Regions from separate parts of the Macaca mulatta genome. Here region 1 is linked to region 2. A link is a contact called in public Hi-C data. All regions are on one chromosome and are shown on one strand. Each heading gives the region's core, a stretch centred on a gene start, on an enhancer-like site or on the middle of the called end of the contact. The rest is flanking DNA. Distances are from core to core; before and after follow the strand shown. Region 1 holds the start of SPIRE1 (spire type actin nucleation factor 1). Region 2 holds the start of AFG3L2 (AFG3 like matrix AAA peptidase subunit 2).

Region 1 (5,842 bases), core at 910-3,409, 250 kb before region 2:
TGCCCGGCTGGGAGGATTCTTTTCAGCACAGGAGTTAGAGATTACAACGAGCTATGATTGCACCACTGGACTCCATCAAGCCTGGGCAACAGAATGAGACTCTGTCTCTTCACACACACACACTCAGGAAAAATTAAATAATGGAGGCTTGAAAAAATATTTTTGCATTGTCTCATCAGCAAACTGTGATTCAGTCTGAAAATTTTTCTTTAATTTACACAACACAAAAACTCTGGTTAAGATTTTATTGAGAATTCTCCATTTTTAAGCAATTATTGTCAAACATCAAACTTTGCTACAAAACAAAGGTATTGCCGGGCGCGGTGGCTCAAGCCTGTAATCCCAGCACTTTGGGAGGCCGAGACGGGCAGATCACGAGGTCAGGAGATTGAGACCATCCTGGCTAACACGGTGAAACCCCGTCTCTACTAAAAAAAATACAAAAAACTAGCCGGGCGCGGTGGCGGGCGCCTGTAGTCCCAGCTACTCGGGAGGCTGAGGCAGGAGAATGGCGTGAACCCAGGAGGCGGAGCTTGCAGTGAGCTGATATCCGGCCACTGCACTCCAGCCCGGGCGACAGAGCGAGACTCCGTCTCAAAAAAAAAAAACAAAAAAAAAAACAAAAAAAAACAAAGGTATTTTTGTGGCCGGTTGTGGTGCTTACACCTGTAATCCCAGCACTTTGGGAGGAAGAGGTGGGTGGATTACCTGAGCTCAGGAGTTCCAGACCAGCCTGGGCAACATGGTGAAACCCTGTCTCTTTTTTGTCTCTGCAAAAAAGTACAACAGTTAGCCAGGTATTGGTGTGCACCTGTGGTCCCAGCTACTTGGAAGGTTGAGGTGGGAGGATTGCTTGAACCTAGGAGGTGGAGGTTGCAGTGAGCTGAGATCATTCCACTGCACTCAAGCCTTGGCCTCAAGCGACTGTCTCAAAGAATAGATATTTTTGGGCCTTATTTTGTTTTTAATTTCCCACTGGAATTAAGGAGTAAGCTACTGCTTGTCCTAACATTTGAAATCTGATCAGAATTATGTAATACGGCTATAAAAGAGTATTTGGAAAGTTTGTGTTATAGGAAATATATTTGAATTATCTCAGGCCAACTAGCAGTAATTTGGGGTAAGTCACTTAACCTTTATAGGCTCCAATTTCTGTAAGCATAAAATAGTGGCTTGGCCTAAAATTCATATTTATGAAGTCTTTTCGAAGACAAATCTTCTTAACTAGTTGAAGCTAATAATTACACTTATATTCAGATCAGAACATCATACATCTATAATGGTTTAAAAATAATTATCTTAAAGGAGAATCAATCACATTAAGTAGGTGAAACATGATTATTGCTTAGCCTAGTATTTTCCAAGGTCTCTCATGAACCCACTGATACACTACTGTTAATACCTTTTATCTCAATCCTCTACTTTTCCTCAAAACATTTTTTTTCTTTTTTCTTTTTTTTTTTTTTGAGACAAGGTCTCACTGTATTGCCCAGGCTGGAGTGCAGTGGCATGATCTCGGGTCACTGCAGCCTCTGCCTCCAGGGTTCAAGTGATTCTTGTGCCTCAGCCTTCTGAGCAGCTGGGATTATAGGTGTGCACCACCACACCTGGTTAATTTTTTGTATTTTTTGTAGAGATGGATTTTCGTCACATTGCCCAGGCTGGTCTCAAACTTGTGAGCTCAAATGATGCTCCCGCCTCAGCCTACCACAGTGCTGGGATTACAGGTGTGAGTCCCCACGGCCAGGCTCAGGACTTCATTCTCGCTGTGTGTGAGTGTACACGGACATTGTAATGTAGGAGAAAGAGCTGAGCTGGTCAGGAGGCCTGAGTTCCAGTCCCACCTGTTTCATTTACTGCTTCTGCATTTTGTCCTATGACTGTATTTTCTCCTCTGTAAGACAGAAATAACAATATCTGACCCTTCAAGTTGTATAACTGAAGAGCACATTTTGAAAGTATGAAGTATCACTATAGATGTATAAAGTATTACAATTGTAGGCAATGAAAATTTAGGTTACAACATTAAAAAATATGCTGTTTTTTTTTTTTTTTTTTCCTTTCTGGTGCACTTTTCTAGGTGAATGTGCCCCTTAGGAGCACCTGTCCACAAGTGTCTGGGAAAAGCTTGGGCTGCACAGTGACGGTGCTCCCTGAAAGACTCAGAGCAGCGCGGCCAGCACTTCCAGAGTATGAAGCATGAAGTACATTTATTCTACAAGAATAATAAGTAAATATAAAAAAAGTCAAGGATTCCATTTTTAAAAAATAACAAAATCAACAAAAACAAAACCATATTCAGAGTAACACATCGGACTTCACAGCACTTTGAAAAAGACATTTAAATGTTGATTTGAGTTGTTCAGACATTTTAAATGTGAAGTCACAGAGTAAAAATACAATCAATGACTGAAATTGGGAACAAAATATCCTGAACATAAAGGCATTTCAATCTTTGGATTTTTTTTTTTTTTCCTCTTTGAGATGGAGTCTCACTCTGTCACCCAGGCTGGAGTGCAGTGGTACAATCTTGGCTCACCGCAATCTCCGCTTCCTGGGTTCAAGCGATTCTCCTGCCTCAGGCTCCCGAGTAGCTGGGATTACAGGCATGCATCACCATGCCTGGCTAATTTTCTTTGCATTTTTAGTAGAGATGAGGTTTCACCACGTTGGCCAGGCTGGTCTCAAACTCCTGGCCTCAAGTGATCTGCCTGCGTTGGCTTCCCAAAGTGCTGGGATTGCAGGCATGAGCCACTGCGCCTGGCCCCAAATATGAATTGAAAATGAGAAAATGGGACAGTGCTGTTATTCCACAGGGCTGCTTGAACTCCACTGAGAAGATATTAACTGCTGGTAGCCTTTGAGTGGTCAGCAGTCACTTTCAGAGTGTTGTGATGATGGAGAACAGTAAGGCTTATCAATTTTGTTTTCTGCTTTTTTGAGACAAAGTTTCGCTCTTGTCGCCCAGGCTGGGGGTGCAATGGTGCAATCTCGGCTCACTGTAGTCTCTGCCTCCCAGGTTCAAGTGATTCTCCTGCCTCAGCCTCCCAAGTAGCTGTGATTACAGGTGCCTGCCACCATGCCCAGCTAATTTTTGTATTTTTAGTAGAGATGGGTTTTTGCCATGTTGGCCAGGCTGGTCTCGAACTCCTGACCTCAGGTGATCTGCCTGCCTCGGCCTCCCAAAGTGCTAGGATTACAGGCGTGAGCCACCATGCCCGGCCAGCTTATCAAAACTTTAAGGAGTACTGAAAATCATTTAGAAGTTAGTAAGTTATGGTCTTTATACAAAAAAGAGTCAAGCGTTCATGTTGTATAACTAAACTTAGAAGACTGCTAGGATTTTAAAGATTTTCCTTTATTTTGTGTAGAGAAGAAACATCACACAATATTCTACTTGTCATCTTTCCTCAACTTAATTACATATATGCTCACACAGGCAAAATATTTAAGTATATCATAGCCATGAATTGTTACTTGACAAAAAAAAAAAAAAAGCTCCTGTGTTGAATATAACCGTCCTGTGATACAGTGCAGTAATGTCTCCCTCTCAAAATGTGTATATATTTAAACAATCATCACTCAAGGAAAATCCCAGTGTTGCAAATTTGTTTTTAAGAATGCATCTTTTGGCCGGGCACAGTGGCTCACATCTGTAATCCCAGCACTTTTGGAGGCTGAGGTGGGTGGACTACTGAGGTCAGGAGTTTGAGACCAGCCTGGCCAACTTGGTGAAAGCCTGTCTTTACTAAAAATACAAAAGTTAGCCAGGCATGGTAGCGTGTGCCTGTAATCCTAGCTACTCCAGAGGCCGAGGCATGAGAATCGTCTCAACCCAGGAGGCGGAGGTTGCAGTGAGCTGAAATCACGGCACTGACCCTAGCCTGGGTGACCAAGTGAGACTCTGTCTCAATCAAAAAAAAAAGAGAAACTGCATCTTTTTCCATTGATTAGAGGGATGACTAAAAAAATAATGCATCTTTTAAAAAATAAAGTTCGGATTTCCTTTACTCACTTCCTCCTTCCCTGTACTGTTGTCTTCAAGATTTATTTACTACCCTATGCCAGGATTAGCAGGTTAATGGCTCATAGATTCCCCAGCTTATTAAACCCATTTATCTTGTTTACTGGTGGGAAAGGCAAAGACAAAAATGTTTTTGGCTGTAGTTGTCCAAGTGCAATGGGCAGCAGTATCCCATAAGGCCAGAAGGTGGTAGTGTTGTCCATAAAAGTAGATCATTTTTTTCCCTGGCTTGTTCAAAATATTTTAAACCAGTCTGTATTTTCAAAATTCACACTGGATACACTTTTGAAATAGCAAAATATGGTAATGTTTGTCTGTTTTTAATCAAGAGGACAGAGATATATTTTTATATATATAGTGTCACACATAAGGAATTATATGTTTGCCTCTCCGGGCTTTGGCACGCATAGATACTGCATTGTTACAAATGAGATTAGGAACCTATAATTAAGTGATACTACTTTAAGGGGTTGTTTTGTATCTCTCGTACTGAAATTATAATAAATTGCCTGGAGAGCTTTCTTCTCCTCTTCCAATTTATTTTTTACTTATTTATTTACTTTTGAGACTGACTCTTGCTCTGTCCCCCAGGCTGGAGTGCAATGGTGTGATCTCGGCTCACTGTAACCTCCATCTCCCAAGTTCCAGCGATTCTCCTGCCTCACCCTCCCGGGTACCTGGGATTACAAGCGTGCGTCACCACACCCGGCTAATTTTCTTTGTATTTTTAGTAGAGACAGGGTTTCACCATGTTGTCCAGGCTGGTCTTGAACTCCTGACGTCAGTGATCGTCCCGCCTCAGCCTCCCAAAGTGCTGGGATTACAGGCCTAAACTACTGCGCACGACCCTCTTTCAATTTCTTCATCTTCCTTTTCGTCCTGTTGCTTTTCTCCCTCCTCCCCATCCCAGCTGTATGTAAGATGGTATCTTATTTTCATAGACGGTTGTAATTTAAATAGACTGTTGTAGTTTCTACCGCAAGATACGATTGTTGAAAGCGTGATTTCTAACATTTCACATAAAACTGCCGTAAAAGGTTGACAGGAATTTAATACACATTGCCTATTTGGTTGATGCTTTCAACACTCTGTAGGGCTTTCACACAGGACTAGCCTCAGTGGAATTTTATCGATTAAATTCATCTACCAATGGATGATTAATAATTATCCGTTTTATTGCATATTTAATAGGTGGGGGGGGCGGAATTCTTTATTTCTATGGCTAATTGCCCTCAGTTCAATTTTACCACTGTGATATTCATTCCACACGCTCTGATGAGTGTGGTACTTGAGACACTACCTTAGTGAGGGAAGGGACGAATGTTACAAATGAATCCGGAAGGACGCTGAAACGAACACCTGCAAATTATGTACGACATGTTTATATTCCAGGCCCTGGTTTAGCTTTTGGGAGACGTCAGTGAGGAAAACCCGTGAAGATCCCCATCTTTATGGTGCTTACCCTGAAGTTGGGAGTGGAGAGGGAGGTATTCAACCAGCAAGAAATCGGAAAAGGCGCAGAGCGGCCGCGGGGTCAGGGGAAACTGCGGGAGGCTTTCAGGGCTCAGGGCCGGCGGGCGGGCTTCAGCGGGCCTGCATTTTCTCAGGCCTCCGCTTCAGGCGGGTTCAAGTTCTCAACCAGACCTTCGGCCGTCCAGCGCCTAGGGAACGTCAATGCGGTGACTTCTCCCGCTGTGCAGGGCGGTGACCCGCGTTGGCGCGCTCAGTTCCCCGCCAGAGTCGGCTGGGGGCTTCCGTGATAAATGCGAGCCCCTCTTGCCCCTGCGCCCCCCGACCGCGCGTCCGACCCCGGCCCCG
Region 2 (5,494 bases), core at 909-3,408:
TTTTTTTTTTTTTTTGAGATGGAGTCTCGCTCTGTTGCCCAGGCTGGAGTGCGGTGGCCTGATCTCAGCTCACTGCAAGCTCCGCCTCCCGGGTTCACGCCATTCTCCTGCCTCAGCCTCCTGAGTAGCTGGGACTACAAGGCGCCCGCCACCACGCCCGGCTAATTTTTTGTATTTTTAGTAGAGACGGGGTTTCACTGCGGTCTCGATCTCCTGACGTTGTGATCCGCCCGCCTCGGCCTCCCAAAGTGCTGGGATTACAGGCGTGAGCCACCGCGCCCGGCCGCGCTTATCTTCTTTCTCTTCTTTGGTTTTACTTCATTTTCTTAGTCTAGCTTTTTTTCTTTTTTGAAGATGAGGTCTTTCTGTTTTGCCCAGGCTTGTCTGGAACTCTTGGGCTCAAGTGATCCTCTCACCTCAGCCTATTTCTGATACTGATTTCTAATTTAATTTCATTGTGGTTAGAAAATATGTTTTATAAGACTTGATTCCTCTTAATATTTTTATGGCCTATAATATGGTTTATTTTGATAAGTGTTCCGTGAAAACTTGAAAATAATGTGTATTCTGTTGTTATGAGTAGTTTTCTATAAATGTCAATTCGATTTCTTTGGTTGTGTGTAAGTCTTTTATATACTTACTATTTTCCTGTCTAATTGTTCTGTCAATTATCAAAAGAAGGATTTGAAATCTCCAAATATAATTGGAAGTTGTTGTTCTGTCAGTCTTTGCTCCCTGTATTTTAAGCTTCTGTTAATGGGAACAAAGATGTTTACGTTGTTATGTCCTATTAATGAATTGACCCCTTTATTATAATAAAAATCCTCTTGGCCAGGTGTGGGTGGCTCACATCTGTAATCCCAGCACTTTGGGAAGCTAAGTCAGGAGGATTGCTTAAAGTCAGGAGTTTGAGACTAGCGTGAGCAACAAAGTGAGACTCCATCTCTACGCAAAATAAAAAAAGTCGAGTGTGGTGGCGAGCGCGTGTGGTCCCAGCTACTTGGGAGGCTGAGGCGGGAGGATCCCTTGAGCCCAGGAGTTGGAGGCTGCAGTGAGCTACGATTGCACCACGGCATTCCAGCCTAAGTGACCGAGTGAGACCCTGTCTCTGGAAAAGAAAAGAAACCCGATACTATTCATCCTTAGTGATATTCTTTCCCCTGAAATTAATTTTGTTTGGAATTTCCTTGCCCTAAAATCTGTCTACTCAGTTTTCTTTTGTGCGAGCATGGTATGATGGTGTTTCTGGTATATCTTTTTCTTATTGTTTTACTGCCATTGGGGTAATCACAGGACTCACCTGGTTTGTCTCCTGTCTCTCAAGGATTACTGTCCTTTGCCTGAGGTCCAGCATCGCAAGCCTGGGCGACAGAGCGAGAGCCCGTCTCAGAAAACCCCCCAATCCCCCACCTCGGTTCAAAGACCTCTCTTTTTTTCCTCCGCTGTCACGGTACAGGAAACAATGTGTAGTTTCCACTACCTGAAAGACTCGACTTGCTCTCCAAACACCAGTTCCCCGACAGGGTTCCCAGAGCGCAGGCTGCACGGCCCCAACACTCCCTGCTGCTTGTGAATCTTCGCCTTGCCTTCCCAGGGTCAGGAATGTGCGCTTCGGTGTCTCCAGACCCTAGCAACACCCGACGACTGAGCTGGCGCCGCTGGAGCCTTCGCTGCTTCCACCTCGCTCCTAACTGGCTGGCCCACCCAGCTGCCCAGGCCCGGGAGCCCAGGATCCCAGGCGCGCGTCTCCCCTTAGTCCCCGCCTCCAGCCACGCCCTCCACTCCTCCGTCGGCCTCGCCTGCAGCTCCCGCTCGCCCTCCCGGTTCTTCCTTGGCCCCGCCTCCAGCCACGCCCCCCACGTGCGCCATCGGCCCTGCCCCCAGCTCTCGCTCGCCCTCGCCTGTCCGCCCTCGGCTCCGTCCCCGCTTCGCCATCGGCTCCGCCTCCAGCTCCCCCTCGCCCTCTAAGGTCCTTCTTCGGCCACGCCTCCAGCCGCGCCCCCAACGCCGCTTCGTCGGCCCCCGCCTCCGGTCCCGCCCCCACGCTCCTACCATTTGGTCCGCTCTCCTGCACCGGCTGAGGTCGCGGCCGGTTTCGGAGAGAAGACGTCGACGTCAGCGCGCCGGGGCGGGGCTGGCGGCGGGAGACGCCGCGTTGAGAGCTGGGGCTCCGCCGTGAGCCGCGGGAGCGCTGCGCTGCCTGGCGGTCTCTCCCCGAGCGGAGCCTGCTTCCCGAGGCCTCCAGTGGTCGCCTGCCCGCGCCTGCGCAGCGTCCCGGGCCGAGAGGGCCACGGCGGCGGCCATGGCGCACCGCTGTTTGCGGCTGTGGGGCTGGGGCGGCTCCTGGCCCCGCGGCCTACAGCAGCTGCGCGTGCCTGGCGGCGTGGGCCCAGGCGAGCAGCCCTGCCTCCGGACGGTGAGTCCTACCTGGGCGCCCGGCGCCCTCCACCCGGCCTCGGGCCCACTTCCGGCTCGGGAGAGCGGGCGTCAAGGTCACTGGCCCCCGCCCTGCCGCCCCACGCGGGCCGTCCCTGCCGAGGGCCGCGGCCCCCCGCGCTGTCTCTTCGCCGACCGCTGAGCGCCGGTTCGCGCCCAGCCCTGCCGGTGGGATTCGAGTTTTGAAAACGCGCAGCTCCAGTAGAGCCGGGTCTTGGCGCTTCACCGGGGCGGCTGAAGCCTCGAAGGTCATGTTGGCTTGGTGGCCGTCCTTGTCCCCGCGTTCATGTCCCGGGAGCACGGAAGGAAGGCGTCTGTAGTTTTGAGTCAGCAGCACGAGCACGATGTTGTCGCAAGGACGGGTTTTGGAGTCAGGCTGCCTAACCTCTCCGAGTCTCCGTGTTCCCGTCTGCTGAATGGGGCCATTGCGGGCATTCCAGGACTGGCAGAATTAGCTATTATTATTAAGAATGTCACATTTTCGGAGCAGGGACTCTGTGTTCGTTGCATATTAGAGCCTGCTATCAGCGGGAGGCTCTTCCTCTGTTGGTAGCCATCCCTCTAGATACACACACAGGACCTGATACATGTTGCTGACATAATGATAGTGTGTGGACAGAACCATGGCCGTGATCTGCCTCAAGGAAAGGTTCACGTGTCCAATAATCGCTCTCACTGTTTAGGTGACTGTTCCTCATCCTCACGGTGGTGTACGGGTGGTGGTTGAGGTCCCCGGGTCGGCCAAGGGAACCTGGCTTGGCCTCCTGCTATCCCAGCGCCCTTGAGGTAGTCAGCTCAGCGTCTTCACTGTGAGGGGAGATAGGCCGGTGCGGGAACTCACGCCTGCGATCCCAGCACTTCGGGAGGCCGAGGCGGGAGAAGCTTGAGTCCAGGAGGTGGAAACCAGCCTGGGTAGTGTAGCAGACCCTCCGATCTACAATTTTTTTAAAATTTTTTATTTATTTATTTATTTTTAGATACAGGCTTTTGCTTCGTCGCGTAGGCCGGAGTGCAATGGTACAAACACAGCTCACTGCAGCCCCAGACTGAAGCAATCCTCCCGCCTCAGCCTCCCAAGTATCTGGGACTACAGCACCATGGTTGATTTTTAAAAATTTCTGGAGAGGCCGGGCGCGTTGGCTCACACCTGTAATCCCAGCACTTTGGGAGGCTGAGTCGGGCGGATCACCAGGCCAGGAGAGGGAGATCATCCTGGCTAACACGGTGAAACCCCGTCTCTACTAAAAATACAAAAATTTAACCGGACGTGGTGGCGGGAGCCTGTGGTCCCAGCTACTCGAGAGGCTGAGGCCGGAGAATGGTGTGAACCTGGGAGGCGGAGCTTGCAGTGAGCTGAGAGTGGCCACTGCACTCCAGCCTGGGCAACAGAGCAAGACTCCATCTCAAAAAAAAAAAAAAAATTCTGGAGAGGTGGGGTTCATCATCTTGCCCAGGCTGGTCTCAAACTCCAGGACCCAGGCGATCCTCCCACCTCGTCCCCTTTTTTTTTTTTTTTTTTTTTTTGAGACGGAGTCTCGCTCTGTAGCCCAGGCTGGAGTGCAGTGGCCGGATCTCAGCTCACTGCAAGCTCCGCCTCCCGGGTTCACGCCATTCTCCTGCCTCAGCCTCCCGAGTAGCTGGGACTACAGGCGCTGCCACCTCGCCCGGCTATTTTTTGTATTTCTTAGTAGAGACGGGGTTTCACCGTGTTAGCCAGGATGGTCTCCATCTGACCTCGTGATCCGCCCATCTCGGCCTCCCAAAGTGCTGGGATTACAGGCTTGAGCCACCGCGCCCGGCCCACCTCGTCCCCTTAAAGTGTTGGCATTACAGGCCTGAGCCACAGCTCCTGGCCTCTACGAATTTTTGTTTTCTTAAATTATCTGGGCTCAGTGGTTCACGACTGTAGTCCCAGCAACTCGGGGGACCAAGGCGGGTTGCTTGGCGCAGGAGGTTGAGGCTCCAGTGAGCTGTGATTGCACCACTGCACTCCAGCGTGGGTGACAGAACCTGTCTTTAAAAAAAAAAAAAAAGGGCGTGGAATGGGGGAATAATAGTGCCTGCATTCATGACTTTTACTCTTTGAGGCTCCCTTGCCAGTCTTAGATCAGTTTCTTCGCTCTGGTCATGCCACGCTGCCCTGCGGTAGGTCCTTTTTCAGTTTCCTGCATTGTATCCATTTCCCTGTTTTACCAAGCTCTGATCCCTTTTCTTCTTTTCCTTCTTTTTTTTTTTTTTGAGACAGGGTCTCTCTCTGTCGCCCAGACTGGAGTGCAGTGGCGTGATCTCAGGTCACTGCAACCTCTGCCTCCAGGGTTCAAGTGATTCTCCTGCCTCAGCCTCCTGAGTAGCTGGGATTACAGGTGCCCGCCACTATGCCTGGCTAAATTTTGTATTTTTAGTAAAGATGGTATTTCACCATGTTGGCCAGGCTGGTCTCAAACTCCTGGCCTCAAGCAATCCACTTGGCCTCCCAAAGTGCTAGGAGCCGCCCCCACCTAGCCTGACCCCTTTTCTTTTGCTGCTTGTGAATATTGGACTCAGACATACAGTTCTAGGTAGGGATCTGCGTTGTGAGCTTGCAGTTTTATGTCAAAAGTGTTACCCAGAGGCCTTCCTTTGGAGTGACACTATCGTCCCTGTAAATGTCACTCAGATGCTGATATATAAGGAAGTTCTCTGTGCTGACAGCTGTAGCTGATTAATTTGTGAGGGGAGGCGGGGGCAGTGGTGATACCTACTCTTTGGTACTCTGAAGATCTGCCTGGTGACACCTGGGCGTTATTGTGCTGTGAGGGAGTCTGACAGGACAGGTTTTCCTTTCTGTTCCTGCTACCGTTGAAGATCAGAGACAGAAGTACTGCTTTCACGGTGAGGTTCCTTGGGAAGAGATTCTGATGTGTTGAGAGATGAGTTCTCAGGTATTATGCCCAGAGGAATAAGGCTGATGATAAAGCAACTGAAAAGTGCTCGTGTTGTCAGACATAAAGGCTAATTCTCCAAAATGCGGAGCACTCAACTTAAGTGTTGTGAATTAGTATCTCTCACATTATTCCTT

Evidence for each region. A called contact is a pair of places that touch in the nucleus more often than the background predicts.
Region 1: a contact with region 2 is called in a Hi-C map of fetal cortical plate, with 3 times the contacts expected there. The contact joins the promoter of SPIRE1 here to the promoter of AFG3L2 in region 2. A contact is called at or near these places in 6 of 14 Hi-C or Micro-C datasets (CD4 T cells, blood, fetal cortex germinal zone and 3 more).

Annotation. Positions count from the first base shown.
Region 1 is chr18:83,333,841-83,339,682 of T2T-MMU8v2.0, reverse strand. SPIRE1 (spire type actin nucleation factor 1) reads left to right here and starts at 2,159. Exons shown (of 16, transcript XM_077975376.1): 1 at 2,159-2,907. The coding sequence starts at 2,895. LOC114673764 reads right to left here. Exons shown (of 4, transcript XM_077975406.1): 2 at 5,487-5,685. The coding sequence ends at 5,659.
Region 2 is chr18:83,081,109-83,086,602 of T2T-MMU8v2.0, reverse strand. It overlaps AFG3L2 (AFG3 like matrix AAA peptidase subunit 2), which reads left to right and starts at 2,158. Exons shown (of 17, transcript XM_077975364.1): 1 at 2,158-2,416. The coding sequence starts at 2,303. It overlaps LOC144336549 (a long non-coding RNA gene), which reads right to left and starts at 4,470. Exons shown (of 3, transcript XR_013408433.1): 1 at 4,183-4,470; 2 at 3,507-3,576; 3 at 2,150-3,293.